2 separate regions of the Mus musculus genome follow, and region 2 is linked to region 1. Evidence: chromatin contacts called from public capture Hi-C data. All regions are on one chromosome and are shown on one strand. Each heading gives the region's core, a stretch centred on a gene start, on an enhancer-like site or on the middle of the called end of the contact. The rest is flanking DNA. Distances are from core to core; before and after follow the strand shown. Region 1 overlaps Ahcyl2 (S-adenosylhomocysteine hydrolase-like 2). Region 2 overlaps 1700095J07Rik (RIKEN cDNA 1700095J07 gene).

Region 1 (7,860 bases), core at 3,752-6,251:
TACCCAAAATAAATTTCACAGGATAACTGTGTGCTGCTTTCACCCTAGAAATCCGTAAGGATCCTGTAAGAAAGCTTTGAGGACAAACAGCCATTTTCATGGCTATCCATGACTTGAATATACTCAAGTCTTCATTTCTATCTCACTCCTACAACAAAACTACTGCTCCAACCTACAGAGTATCCACACTCTAGCCCAAGCTAGCCTGGGGTTCACTAGGTGTCCCAAGCATGCTTCAAACTTACAGCAATCTTCCCGCCTTCACCTTTTTAGCAGTTATTTCTCTTATTGCTGAAATAAAATACTCAACAAAAGCAACTTAAGGAAGGGTGGATTTACTTGCGTTCACAGTTCAGGGGTATAGTCTTTATGGTATAGGAAAGTCCAGGGGTATAGTCTTTATGGTATAGGAAAGTTCAGGGTATACTCTTTATTGTATAGGAAAGTTCAGGGTATAGTCTTTATGGTATAGGAAAGTTCAGGGTATAGTCTTTATGGTATAGGAAAGTCCAGGGGTATAGTCTTTATGGTATAGGAAAGTTCAGGGGTATAGTCTTTATGGTATAGGAAAGTTCAGGGGTATAGGCTTTATGGTATAGGAAAGTTCAGGGTATAGTCTTTATGGTATAGGAAAGTTCAGGGTATAGTCTTTATGGTATAGGAAAGTTCAGGGGTATAGGCTTTATGGTATAGGAAAGTTCAGGGGTATAGGCTTTATGGTATAGGAAAGTCCAGGGGTATAGTCTTTATGGTATAGGAAAGTTCAGGGGTATAGGCTTTATGGTATAGGAAAGTCCAGGGGTATAGGCTTTATGGTATAGGAAAGTCCAGGGGTATAGGCTTTATGGTATAGGAAAGTTCAGGGTATAGGCTTTATGGTATAGGAAAGTTCAGGGTATAGTCTTTATGGTATAGGAAAGTTCAGGGGTATAGTCTTTATGGTATAGGAAAGTCCAGGGGTATAGGCTTTATGGTATAGGAAAGTCCAGAGGTATAGGCTTTATGGTATAGGAAAGTCAGGGTAGCAGGAACTTGAGGCAGCTGGTCACACTCTTTCAGGAAGCAGAGAGCAGCAGAAACTATTGTGCATTTCACAGCCTATGTGCCACCTACTCAGAGTTAAGGTAAATCTTCCCATCTTAGTTAACCTAACCTAAGTAATCCCTTACACGCATACCCAGGGGCTTAGATAATTTAGATGAACCACCACAGACATACCTTCTAGGTCAATGATTTTCAACCTGTGAGTTGTGACCTCTTTGGGAGTTGAATGACCCTTTATAGGAGTTACATATCAGATGTCTTGCATATCAGATATTTACATTCCAATTCACAACAATAGCAGAATTACAGTTATGAAGTTAACAACAACAGTAATTTTATGGTTGGGGGTCACTACAAGATGAGGATATATTAAAGGATTGAAGCATAAGGAAGGTTGCAAACCACTGTTCTAGCTGATCCTATCAAGTTGATTAACTATCACAGCCTCTTAAGTGCTGGGAATACAGACGTGAGCCACCAAACCTGGCTCTGCTTTTAGCAAATTCTATGCTAAAAGAATATGTACCTTCTTGGTATATTTTATCTCTGGCAAAGCCTTATTTTAAGCTGAAAGCAACTGAACAAAGCAGGATAGGGTGAGTTTTCTATGTTCCTCCCCACTACCTGAGAACAAAATATAAAGTCCCTTTTAAAAAGTGCCCCCCATCCCGGTCTCTTGCCAGGATGAGGAGAGAACAATCTCAATGTAGACACGAGGACCTAACAAAAGAGGGTACACAAGCAAACCACACTATCTAGCCCTCATCTACCAGCGGTTTCCACATCTGTCTTCTCACAGTACCCACTTAGCCTTGTAGCTCTAAGGCTTTTCTTTTACCTTGTCACTTGGCTACAAATATACTGGTTGGTGTTAAACTGTGCTGTAAGTCTGAATTCTAACTACCCTGTTCAGTTAGTCACCTCTTAATGCACATAGCATGTGCGTATTAAAGACCCACTGCTTGTTAATAATCTTTTGTTTGCTTCTCTTTCATTAATATCTTCTATTGCTGTAAGTTACAGGCCAAGCGAGTGAACCTGAGATGGGCAGAGAAGGTTTCCTTCCCTACACTATCTGGAAGTGTAACAGTATAAAGTATTAAGTGTGCAGAACTGTCTTCCCACTGGAACAACTGACTATGTGAGCTAGCACCTGCTGGATCATTTTCTTGGCTAAATGTTGTGAACCGCCACACAAAGGAAGTGAAAGTAGATACAAGTGATGAAGCAACTGAGAAAAAAAATCATCTAGTTTGTACTATATCTCAGAAATGGGAGGGGAAATTTTCATCCAATTTCCTGCTAACATCTAAGAAAGTTCTTACCAAGCCACACTTAAATTTTATTAAAAATTAACCCAATGACCAAGGGTTAATTGGGTTATGTTAAGGGTTCACTAGGGGTTGGCAGAGGAGCTCAACAGAAACTGGAGGAGCCAAGCTTAACAAGCAACACTGGAGAAGTCAATTAGCAAATTCCTAACATAGGCCGAATAGCAAGAAGTGTGTAAGAAAAGAACATGGGTATTTTCAAACATGGAAGAACTCAAAACTCAGCTCTCTTTTACCCTCCACAAAAAATTATGATTGAAGTGTGGGAGGATAAGCTTTAGCAATTTTAAGGAGAAAAATAACAAAAAAAGAAGAGGGGGTGAGAAAATAAGAGACTAAAAAGACAAAATTGTGAAATCAGTTACCTGATGGTGTGGATTCGAATAGCTGCACAGAAGAAGTGCAGACAGGACCTGAGGCCACTAAAAGAAACAGGCAAGGGTTGTTGCCAGTTCTTTCTACCACAAACCTGATGCAAAGTTTAGGGGTTTCATTTTTGTGCTTACAAGAAGGATCAAGCATCCTCCTGCCGCTACTTCTCAAGTGGCTGCTAGATGTTCAAATATCTATTCTGTTTTAAAGGACCCTTCCTATGTATAGAGAAAGATCTTTTTCTGACATTCCTGGTGCACATGCAGTCACTGTGAAGAGCTGTTTGGGTATCACTCTCGCAATCTTAAAACGTTAGGTAGTTTTTGACCTAATGATTTCACCTTTAGGATTCACCCCACTGATATACCAAATATATGTTCTAAAAGCATGCCATGTGTTTTAGGTCTCTGCCACCATTGTTTGTTGGTTGTGACTGTAAATTACTGACTAAGCAGTTACTTGTCACTCAGGAAGTACTTTCAACACCAATATGCACAATGTAAGCCTTTGAGCCCCCAAAATATAAATTTCGTAAGTATCACCATTTATTTTTGGGTTTCCTGGTTCTGAAAGATAGCTTATAACAGTTATTTTACCCCAAATAGTGACAAGGTTCTAACATGCAAAAGAATAAGACATATTAGCTGTATCTCTGAACAGCTGAAACGGGTTTTGTGTGTGTGTGTGTGTGTGTGTGTGTGTGTGTGTGTGAGGACTGAAACAGCCAGCTAATGGAGAGCCAAGGGGAGAAGCATTCTTTGTTCTCAATTTGGCCCCTTCTACTTCTCCACACTTACCTTCCCCTAGGGAGGTAGCATACAAGCACCCACTGGTTTACTCAATGTTAGCTATATTTTGTTGACATGGCAACAGAAATACACATAAAGGAAGGCACAAAAAGGGTTATTTGCTTATAATTGGTTCAAACTCTTCCCATTCAGGAGAAAAGACTTTAAATAAGCACACAAGACTTTGATAAAGACTAGATAGAGAAGACTTTTCTAGTACAAAGCTAAGAGAGGAACCAGGCACTGCTGTGTGCTGTTGCACCTCTCACTTCCGTAGCTTGTTGCTGAGTGATCCCAAATTACAGAACTGAGTAATGGTTTCAATTATGTTTCTGAAAGAGTTCACACCTTCAGATCTCAAACTAACAGGGCTATTTCAACATTCTGGCTTTTATAAACTAGTGCCAAGAGGAAGTTTCAGGGATCAAGAGTGAATACACCCAAGCTAAGAAGTATGTCTTTAGAACATAACTAGAAACATAATATGTGGGGGGCTATTTTAAGCCCACCACCATCCTGTTATAAAATGAATATCCTTAAAAAAAGCTTTAAGCACATACACACACACATACATAGGCACACACACATAAACACACAGACATACTCATATAGATACATAGATATATACACAGATACACACAAGCACAGACACCCATACACAGAAACACATACACACAGAGACACACAGAGAGATACACAGGCATACACATAGCCCTCCTGAAATAGACATAGACATACATATACACACACAGACACACACACACACACATACACGCACACAAACATGACACATGCAGAGAGGGTATAAGAAGAAAAGAGACACAGATTAACTTAACAGTAAAAACAAAAACAAAGCCTTGAGTGCTAGCTCTTCCTTTTCTTTTGTTTTTTGGAGACAGGGTCTCACTTTGTAATTCTAGCTGGCCTCAAAATTATAATGTAAACCAGGGCATCCTTGAACTCCCAGAAATCTGCCTGCTTCTGTCTCCTAAATGCACAGGCACATGTGTAGGAAAAATACTCATACACATAAAAATAAGAAATTAAAATAAAAGAGCCCTATTATCTAAAAAAATCTCAACTGTCATATATTAACCTGATTCTAAGTTTATATTATAAATAGTAATTGAACACACTAAGCCTTTCTTTTACCTATTCAGGATCAACTCAGGACTTTAGGCGTGCTAATAACAAGTGAGCTATTTCCTCAGCCTCTAGTCTTGATTTTGATTGAATCTAACTACACAGCTCAAAGGCTGGACTGGACTTGCTATACGGCACAAGCTGGTCTCAAAATCAAGATCCTTTTACCTTAGCCTCAGAAGTTCTGATTACAGATGAATACCACCATACACAGTCATAAATCTAAATATTTTTATTGCTATTCTTCTTGATGTGACCAGTTCTTATGTAGCCCAAGCCAGCTTCTAATTTACTGTAGCCAGGGATGACCTTGAACTTCTGACCCTCCTGCCTCCACCTCCCCAGTGCTGGGATTGTCTTATATGGTGCCAGGGATAGAACCCAGGGCTTTCTGTATACAAGGCAAGCATTTCTTGAGACAGGCTGGCTTCAAACTTGCTGTGTAGCCAACGATGGCTGACCTATAATTTCTGATCCTCCTAAGCCCATCTCCCAAGTGCTATGTTATAGAAGTGCACAATCACACCAGGTCTTACGTGGTGCAGGGGTTTGAACAACACATTCTACCAACTAAGCTGTAGCCTTAGCACCTTTTTATCTTTGTGTGAGAAAAGCAGCTTGTGTAGCCCAGACTCGACTAGTGAGTCTCTTGCTTCCATGTTACAGCTTGCGTATGAAATGGCCCCAGCCGGCTCATTTATTGCAGGTATGGATGTCAGCTGATGAACTTTTAGAAAGGGGCCTGATCTTCTCTTCCTCCTCCTTTTTTAGTTGACTGTGGGCCAATCATTTGTTTACTTTAATTATTATTAATAGTAGTCGCTTTGTGTGTGTAGATCAGAGTACAACTTTTAAGATTTGGTTTTCTTCTTCCTCTGAAATCCAGAGGTCAAACTCAGGCTTTCAAGTTAGCACAGCCTTCTAAGCCATAAAAAGTGACCTGGTCAATTACTCTTCATTAAACTCAGAATATCATGGCATTGTTGAGAAATGGTAAAATGGGGGAGATTTAGTTGAAGGAGTGGTCAGTGGGAGGGTGGCCTCTTGAGCTGTGTCTCACTTGTGGTCCTAAGCTTTTCTGCTTCCTGTTCCTCATTCTCAGTGAACGGCTTTGCCACTGATCCAGAAACAGAGCCAATGGGCTGAAATCTCAGACAGGGAGCCAAAATAATTAATTCTTCACGTTAAATTGTCCTCTTTTGTATTGTGGTCACAGCTATGCAAGAGGAAGTAAAATAAAACAAAACAAAATGAATTGGCAAGACAAGTGTGTACCACCGTACTTGGCTTATTTCTTTAAATTCCAAGAAGTAGAATTCTAAGAGAAAAGAAATAATATTCTCTATTGCCAATGTGCATACCAGAAAAGTACCAACTTATATTCTCATCATCATGAATAAAAACTGCTCATCTCTATATTCCTTTGTCTACGTAGGATGTTATAGATTTTAAAAATATTCATGTCTTGAGAGGCTGGAGAGATGGCTCCGTGGCTAAGAGCACTGGCTGCTCTTCCAGAGGACTTGGGTTCAATTCCCAGATCCCACGCTGGCTCCGGACTCAAGGGAACCTCCATAGGCACTGGGTATGCACACAGTGTGTGTGTGTGTGTGTATGTGTGTGTGTGTGTATGTATATATGAGAGAGCAGGCAAAACATTCATACCCATAAAACAAAATTTTAAAAACTTTAAATATAGGATTCTAACAAGTGCAAGAAGGGGTTTCCCCGCTCTTGCTCATCTCCTATGTGGAGGTTAACTTTTATGATTCAGTTATGAAGTCTGGATTTTATACCATTACTGATGACTCCTTTCAACGTTTTCATGATCTTACTTTTAAAATACGTTATTCAATATGAAGAAAAAAGAAACACATGATAATTTTCCTGTCATTTCTCAAACTACAGTAGTTATGGCCAATGAGTGATACACATTTACTTAATGTGGAAAAGCTATCAAACACACACACACACACCCATACACACACACACACACACAGGGAGAGAGAGAGAGAGAGAGAGAGAGAGAGAGAGAGATTGATTATTAACTTAGGGTCTTGAAATGTCCTGAGCAAAGAGATTCTCCTCTACTCTGCTGTAAAAGTACACTAGAACATTGGTTCTTAACCTTCCTAACGCCGCGACTCTTTACTACAGTTCCTCCTGTGGTGGTGACCCTCAACCATAACATTATTTTCACTGCTACTTCACAACTATAATTCTGCTGTTATAAATCATAATGTAAATATCCGTGTTTCCCAATACTCTTAGGTGACCCTGTGAAAGGGTTGTTTGGCCCCTGAGGAGACTGCAATCCCCAGGTTGAGAACCACTGATCTAGAAACCACCTAAGACTGTATAAATCATGCCTTGGCAGGGGTAGTATTCCTTACCCACAACACTTTCACAGGGCTATTCTAAGACCATCAGAAAACACAGACATTTACATTATGATTTATAACAATAGCAAAATCACACTTTTATGAAGTAGCAATTAAAACAATTTTATGGTTGGAGAATCACCACTAAGTGAGAAAGTGGGTCACAGCACTAGGAACATTGAGAACCACTGCTCTACAGGATTCCAAAGAACAGGCAAGCTCTGCTTGGCGACTGTGTGAGCCTATCTGGAATTTTTCTCAACTGAACCTCGTGGGAACATCTCCAATCCACTCTCACCTCTCTAAGAGATAAGAATCTCACAGGCAAGTGGTTTACATCACATTCTGAAAACTCACACTGCTACTTCTGGCTTCTTTCACCCTTATTGTTCTTTTTTGTTCTGTTTTGTTTTGTTTTGTTTTGTTTTGTTTTGTTTTGGTTTGGTTTGGTTTTCGAGACAGGGTTTCTCTGTGTAGCCCTGGCTGTCCTGGAACTCACTCTGTAGACCAGGCTGACCTCGAACTCAGAAATCTGCCTGCCTCTGCCTCCCGACTGCTGGGATTAAAGGCGTGCGCCACCACGCCCGGCTGACCCTTATTGTTCTTAGATGCTAAACCAATTCATCTTGCAACACAGTCTGTCTTGACACTTGACACTTGGAGGATCCACACTGATGGGGGTATATAATTTAGTACAATGAGAAAAGACTCAGATGCCTGTTCAAATGGAACCAGGCACCATGTTCTTAATGCCTGACACTGTCTTTAGAGCTGCAACATAGCTCCTTATAAACAAGGTAC
Region 2 (7,860 bases), core at 3,531-6,030, 490 kb before region 1:
AGTGCTAGGATTGAAGACATGCGCCACCACATTCAGGTCCGACAGCCCAGGTCTTGTAAGGGGACCAGCCACAAGATTCAGAGTCATCTTGGTCTGGTATGGCCTAAACTTGAGGACCTCTGCAAACACTCTTCTTCCAAATAAGGCTACATTCACTTCAATGTCTTATTTTAAAACATATATAATATAATATATAATATATATTATATATATATATATATATATATAATATATATATATATATATATATACCTGTAGTCTGTATGTGTATGTGTACTTGCGCTGTTAGTGCTCCTTGTGCCTATCAGAGTCAGAAGAAGGTGTTCAATCCCCAGGAACTGGAGTTAGAGATGGTTGCAAGCCAACATGTAGATTCTGGAAATTGGACCCAGGTCTTCTACAAGAGCAATGAGTTCTCTAAACTGCTGAGTGATCTCTTTAGCTCCTATTATCAATATTATTCAGGGTATTGAACCCAGGGCTTCATGTATGCTAGCTAAGTTCTCCACCCCTGACCTATATATATCCCCAGCCCTTTTCTTCCTTTTATTTTGAGACAAGCTCTCATGTAGCTACTCAGGCTACCCTTGAACTCACTCTGTATCTCTGAGTAGCATACTTTCAAATTTTGATCATCCTGTTTCAGGCTCCTGAGAGGATGGGATTACAGGCCTGAGATAAGTCGCCAGGCTCAGCTTAACATAACTTTCAGTGGTGCACAACTCAACCCATGTAAGGAGGATATGAGCCAGAGCTGGATTTTATTGATGAACTCCATAGTGAGGAGCTACAAAGGAGTTTCCATTGGAGAGTAACTATAGCAGTGTAGTGAGTGGACCTATGCTCCACCTCCACACCAACCATATGTGGTCTTACTTGAAGATACTTTGTTGTTGTTCCTGTTGCTTGATACAGAGTTTCTCTACGTAGCCCTGGCTGTCCTGTAAGTTGTTCTGTAGTCTAGGCTGGCCTCAAACTCAGAGATCTAACCGCCTGTCTCTGCCTCCTAAGTGCTGGTATCAAAGGCATATACCACTTCAGCTCAGCAGAATTGAAATTCTTGTTTTGTTTTGTTTTTTCGATACAGGGTTTCTCTGTACAGCCCTGGCTGTCCTGGAACTTGCTCTGTAAACCAGGCTGGCCTCGAATTCAGAGATCTTCCTGCCTCTGCCTCCTACCAGGATGAAAGGCGTGTGCTATCTACCCAGTTAGGAAGGTGCCTTTCATTCTTCTTCTTCTTTTAAAAAATATTTATTTATTATACGTAAGTACACTGTAGCTGTCTTCAGACACCCCAGAAGAGGGCATCAGATCTCATTACAGATGGTTGTGGTTTCCAGGATTTGAACTCAGGACCTTCAGAAGAGCAGTCAGTGTTCTTATCCACTGAGCCAACTCTCCAGCCCCCTTTCATTCTTCTTAAAGGGTCCACAGTAGCCACAACAAATGGAGTGGCTTCTCAGCCAATGACTCTGCTCCTTAACCAGAGAAGAGAAACAAAGGCAGAGGGAAGGTTCTGCTTGTATTGTTATCATGGATGTTGCAGTCTCCCTGATCGATGTACAGACAGTTTAAGGACAGACACCTAAGATTAAAAGCCCTGTGGTCCAAAACAGGTAGGTGCTCAGTAGATTCTGGCTGAATGAATGAATTGCTCAAGGCACTCAATACTCTCCCTAAATATTGCACTTCCGGGCAGTATTAGGAGATTCAAACGCCAGGACCTCTAGCCCTCATTTTTGCTGACAGCGCTCCTGGTTGTTGAAGCATGGAAGAGGCACAGCCTCACAGACTTAGTCTATGGGAGAAGCGTCTCCAAGGTGGGATGTTTGCTACTGGACATTTTTCTTTTTCTTTTTTTGGTTTTCGAGACAGGGTTTCTCTGTATATCTTGGCTGTCCTGGAACTCACTCTGTAGACCAGGCTGGCCTCGAACTCAGAAATCCGCCTGCCTCTGCCTCCCAAGTGCTGGGATTAAAGGCGTGCGCCACCACGCCCGGCTCTCTCTCTCTCTCTTTTTTTTTCTTCTTCTTTTTTTTTTTTTAAGATTTATTTATTTATTATATGTAAGTACACTGTAGTTGTCTTCAGACACACCAGAAGAGGGCGTCAGATCTTGTTACGGATAGTTGTGAGCCACCATGTGGTTGCTGGCATTTGAACTCCGGACCTTTGGAAGAGCAGTCGGGTACTTTTACCCACTGAGCCATCTCACCAGCCCTTGGACATTTTTCTTATGTGCAGCCAAGGCTTGGCTACCTGAGAAGATCAGTTCCCTAGTCAAACTAGGCAATTGGGTCTTTCTGATTCTGGGCAGTTAGAAGTTAAACCGTCAACAATCTTAGGATAGACATTTTTGTGGAGTGCTTGCCTAGCCCTGGATCTGACTCTGGTGCTGCCAAAGCTGGGTGTTGTGAGTCATGCTTAGAGCCTCAGCACTAAAGTAGAAGCAAGAAAATTGCAATTTCAAGGTCATCCTCAAATATGGAACGAGTTTGAGGCTAGCCTGGGCTACTTAAGACCCTGATTCAAAAAATAAAGTTAGCCGGGCGTTGGTGGCGGACGCCTTTAATCCCAGCACTCGGGGAGGCAGAGGCAGGTGGATTTCTGAGTTTGAAGTCAGCCTGGTCTACAGAGTGAGTGCCAGGGCTACACAGAGAAACCCTGTCTCAAAAAAAAAAAAAAAAAAAAAAAAAAAAAAAAAAAACCAAAAAACAACAACAACAACAACAAAAAAAAAAAACAGAAAAACAAAAACAAAACAAAAAAAACCCAAAAAAAACAAAAAATAATAAAGTTAATAATTTCACGAATACAGAAAAAGCATTGGAAGGCATGTGGTTAGACAGGTTATTGATTGTTGGTTCCTTTGCTTGTGGATATGGGTTTTTTTTTGGCGGATCTGGGAGAAGGGACAGTCTTTTGGTTTTGTTTAGCCTTATTTTGTGTTTGCCCCGTCAAACCCTGGCTTTAACGTGTTAATAAAACTGACTAAATATGACCAGCTGATCTCCACAGCCTCTGACTTTCAGCTGCCTTTCCATGCAGTGCCTGGACTAAAAAGAGCCTGTTTTGCCTAGGTGACAACAGGGAGAGTTGCTCCCAGCAGGACACAGCCTGAGGAGGGCCCCTCAGCCAGATCTCCCTTAGGACTGGGGACCAAGTAAGTTCATCATCCCATTCCTGGGACACAGACTACTGCTTCACAAGGTACTCAGCGATCTCATAACAGACAGTTGGGCTTGCTCTTGAGAGAGAGGAATTTAATGCCTGCCATCTGTGTGGGCAAGCTCAAGGGCTCCCAAATCAAACCAGCAGGGTTTGAGAGAAAGCTACCTAATAACCAACATGCACATTTCTGAAAACCAAGGCCTACCAATCAGGATATTAATTCTCCACACCCCCACTTGCCTTATATCATTTGAGAAAGCATCTCATGTAGCCCAGGCTAGCCTCAAAATCATGACATAGCTGAAGATAACCTTGAGCTTTGGCTCTCTGGAGTGCTGGGATGTCAAGAATTTGCTACCATACCTGACTTTATATCTTTCTGGCAATAAAAACCCAGAGCTTTAAGCATGCTCAAATGCTCCACCAACTGAGCCACATCCCCAGCCCTCCTTGACTTACTTATTGATCATCATTGGGAAGCAAATCCTTGAACGCTAATTGGAAAGAGTCCCTATCAATGATAAACAAAGACACAGCTATGTACGACTTAGACATAAAATTGTCCCACCTGGGTGAATTTCGGGCAAGGGGAGAGCTCTATCATACAGTCAGGGGCAGACTTCTCAGAGAAGGGAACTATCAAGGAAATGCATTTACCTGTCAAAGGCAGAGTCAGTCCCACAGTGAGGGAAGAGAGCGGGAGTGGGAACAAATGCTACTGAGTTGAATTCCTCAAGCACTGGAAACTCCAGCACTGCATAGGAGACGAGGGAAGGCGGGGGAAACTATATATATTTAGCCGAGTGTGGTAGTGTAATCTTACACTTGGGATGCAGAGGCAGGCAGATATCTGTGAGTTTGGGGCCAGCCTGGTCTACAGAGTGACTTCTAGGACAACCAAGGCTACACAGAGAAACCCTGTCTTGAAAAAAACAAAATAAATAAATAAATAAATAGAAATTTAAAATAAGAAAGAAAAGAAAAAATTAAAAGCAGTTGTAGTTGGGTTTGTTGTTGTTGTTTGTCTGTCTGTCTGTTTTTTTGTATTGTCTGTCTGTCTGTGTTTTTGTATTGTGTTGCTTTTGAGACTGGATTTCACTCTGTAGTCCAGACAAGCCCAGAATTCACTTTGTAGCCCAGGGTAGCCCATGGTGATCCTCCTACCTCAGCTCAAGTGCTGGGCTTACAGGGAAAGTATCACACTCAGCTGTTTTTCTTTCAGAGTCTGGCTTTCCCCCAGCAGTGATTTTTTTCTCTGTCTCAGGGTTAGGAAGGAAGGACAAAGGCTCTGTAAAGTAGGGCCATGCATGCCCTTGGTCTGGTAAGTTTGGAGGGCCATCTTGGAGTCCCTCTGAAATAGTTTTTAAAACACTTCCTCCAGTTTGTTGGCCTTGTAAGGGTGTGGCAGACATGCAGATGAATGTCACACAATGCTCCCAAGGCTAAGCGAGGAGCATGGCCACTCCAGGACCTCAGGAGGAAGCGAGTCACTCCAAGAGCAGTAAAAGAAGTCAAAGGGGAGGTGGGACTGGGGTAAACTGTGCCCTGGAGACCTTGCCTTGCCCCTCCTGCCCTGGAGACAGGAATTCACAGCAACCACTGCAGCCCTCGCTCCTCCCTACGAGGATTTGCAGTAGAAATCAGAAGTGTAACAGAAAACCACAGACACAAGGGGATATGGGGCAGGCAGGAGTTTTAACTGGCTGATAATTATGGGGAACCAATACCAGCTTTGCCTGGGGTCCTGAGCACCCCTCTCCCTCGAGTGTTTCAGAAGCTTTTGGGTAAGAAGTTTGGGAGGTTATCCCTCACCAAAGGCACTGGGCAATGCCCCCGGCCAAATGAAGCCCAGGCCACCCAGATGTGTTGGAATCCCTCCTCACTGTAAAATCCTTCCATCCCAGAAGACTTCCCTCTCAGGAAATCAAAATCCAAGCCACGCCTTTGGGGAACAGAGCCTCCAAGGAAGGCAGAGAATCACTCCCCTGAAAACCAGTCTCCCAGGGGAGGAGGCAGGCCTGGGGCCCAGGTGTCTTTCCAGAAAACAAGGACCATCTAGAGGGTCTGAGGTGGCAGGGGAGCAGGCCCGAGGGAATGTTAGCAGGTAATTTAGGGAAGGGCTTCGCAGTCTCCATGCTACTTCTGAGGCAAGGAGACATCAACAATGAAGGTATAAACGAAACGGCTTGGGATTTATTTTTCTCGGGCACATAATACTTGTACATATTTATGGTCACACTGGGAAGATCTCTCTTAGGACTAGTGTACCATTTCCATTTCCTCAAACCTTGCTTTTCATTTGTTTACTTATTTATTTTTCTTTTGGGGCTTTGTTTGTTTTTGTTTGTCTGTCTTAGCTTGTGTTGAGACAGGGTCTCATGTAGCTCAGGCTGGCCTCAAACGAGTTAAATGGCAGAGGATGATCTTGGACTCCTGCTCCCCTGCTCCCCCACCTCCTAACTGCTGGGATTACAGGCCACCAGTCTACTTCCAGTTTGTTTTACTTATGTATCTATGTGTTTGCCTATCGGGAAGTTCTCAACAACTGAGAAAAGTCCCCAGCCCATTTTTTACTTTTTATTTTGAAATAGGGCATCATTAACTGGCCCAAGCTTGCCTTGAACTGTCTCTGTATCTGTATCCCAGGCAGCCCTTGAATTTGAATCTTCCTGAATAGCTTGGAGTGTCATGCCTGGCTCTTTTGATTTTTATTTGTTTTATTTGTCTTTGACACAAAGAAGCATGTAACACAGGCTGATTTTGAACTAGGTTGCAGAGACTAGTTTTTAATTCCTTAAGCCTCAGGCCTTTGAACCTCAGCCTCCTCCATGATGGGATTACACATGCGCATCACCAGCCACCAGATCTGGTTTTTCTTTTCTTTTCTTTTCTTTTCTTTTCTTTTCTTTTCTTTTCGCTTCGCTTCTCTTCTCTTTCTCTTTCTCTCTCTTTCTCTCTCTCTCTCTCTCTCTCTCTGTTTGTTTTTTCAAGACAAGGTTTCTCTGTGTAGTCCTGGCTGTCCTGGAACTCACTCTGTAGACCAGGCTGGCCTCAAACTCAGAAATCCGCCTGCCTCTGCCTCCCAAGGGCTGGGATTAAAGGCATGCGCCACCACTGCCTGGCTGTTCTTCTTCTTCTTTTTTTTAAAATCGAGGTTCTAATTCACTGTAAAGGATTACATATTAAACTGTTCTGTCTCGGTAGTCTACTCAGAGGAAGTGAGCAAGTAGGTCCTCTACATGTTCTGGGATAGAGCTGGGATTGGAAATTCAGGTCAACGACCTCCTTAATTCCTCTTCTTAGAGTTCAGCCAGACTGGAGTGTGGAAGCCCGGATTCCACACATTCTGCCTTTTAAGCACAGACTGCTACTTTTGACACAGAACACATGGGGAGGAGTGTAGCAGTCTGCTCAAGGTGTAGAAGGGACCTGGAGCCAATTCTCTGCCCAGTACCAGTAAGACAGGGATGCTAAGTTCACTCACAAGCTGGCAATGCCTTGGCCGCAACTGGTGGTCTCAGATGCTTACAGGGGACCTTGACCTGCAATAGCTACAGCCTGGGAGGAAAGGGCAGGGTATACATTTGATGAGAGATACCGGCAGAAAGGGCACAGCAGTATGCTCCCCCAAAGGAGGCTTTGGGTCTTCTTAGAAAATGAAGAGAGGCCTCAGTCCCCGTCAACCTTTGTCAACCTTTGTCCCTGATGGAGCAAGGAAGATGGCTTAGTTAGAGTTTCTATTGATGCAACAAAACACCATGACCAAAGCAACTTGGGGAGGAAAGGGTTTATTTCTGCTTACACTTCCATATAAATGTTCATCATCAAAGGAAGTCAGGACACCAACAGGGAAGGAACCTGGAAGCAGGAGCTGACTCAGAGGCTATGGAGAGGTGCTGCTTACTGCTTTCTCCTTATGGCTTGCTCAGCGTGCTTTCTTATAAAACCCAGGATCACCAGCCCAGGGATGACACCACCTATGGGCTGGGCCCTCCCTTACTGATCACTAATTGAGAAAACGCCTTGCAGCTGGATCTCATGGAGGCATTTCCTTAACTGAGGCTCCTTCTCCGATGACTCTAGCTTGTGTCAAATTGACACAAAGTAGACAGTACAGAAGAGGAAGCTGCTTTATTGTTTATTTATTTAATTAGTTTGTTTGTTGCAACAAGGGCTCACTCTGTAACCATCTAGTCTGGAACTCACTATGTACTTAATGACATCACACTTTTGATAATCTTCCTGCAGTAGTTGATATTATAAGCATAAACTACCTGTTTTATTTTCTTTCTTCTTCCTTCCTTCCTTCCTTCCTTCCTTCCTTCCTTCCTTCCTTCCTTCCTTCCTTCCTTCCTTCCTTCCTTCCTTCCTTCCTGAGACAGGGTTTCTCTGTGTAGCCCTGGAACTCACTCTGTAGACCAGCTGTCCTCAAACTCACAGAGATCTGCCTGCCTCTGCCTCCTGAGTGCTGGAATTTAAAGGAGTGGGACATCACTGCCTAGGGCCCTTTTCTGTTTTGTTTTGTTTCTTTATTATTATTACTTTTTGTAAGGAGGGCAATGTCTCACTATGAAGTTCTGACTGGTCTAGAACTGGCCTTGAGGCAATCCTCCTGCCTTTGCCTCCTGAGTGCCAAGAATGTTCTATTATGTCTGACTCCTGACCTGAACTTCTAGCCTCGTGCATGCC

What was found. Capture Hi-C pulls out chosen DNA fragments and counts their contacts.
Region 2: a contact with region 1 is called in a capture Hi-C map of embryonic stem cells, with 5 times the contacts expected there. The contact joins two enhancer-like sites. A contact is called at or near these places in 2 of 115 datasets of contacts at active chromatin or transcription factors (embryonic basal ganglia and microglia) and 1 of 9 other capture datasets (embryonic stem cells).

What each region holds. Positions count from the first base shown.
Region 1 is chr6:29,823,397-29,831,256 of GRCm38.p6, reverse strand. All of the region lies in intron 1 of Ahcyl2 (S-adenosylhomocysteine hydrolase-like 2), which reads right to left. Among named protein-coding and RNA genes, the nearest start is that of Ahcyl2, 59 kb to the right of the region's middle. Within about 2 kb of position 5,001, at least 73 of the 459 cell types and tissues checked have an H3K27ac peak or open chromatin away from gene starts, as enhancers often do. A contact at or near this core is called in embryonic stem cells, where this site is marked.
Region 2 is chr6:30,318,006-30,325,865 of GRCm38.p6, reverse strand. The region is part of intron 1 of 1700095J07Rik (RIKEN cDNA 1700095J07 gene); the gene reads right to left. Among named protein-coding and RNA genes, the nearest start is that of 1700095J07Rik, 17 kb to the right of the region's middle. Within about 2 kb of position 4,780, at least 40 of the 459 cell types and tissues checked have an H3K27ac peak or open chromatin away from gene starts, as enhancers often do. A contact at or near this core is called in embryonic stem cells, where this site is marked.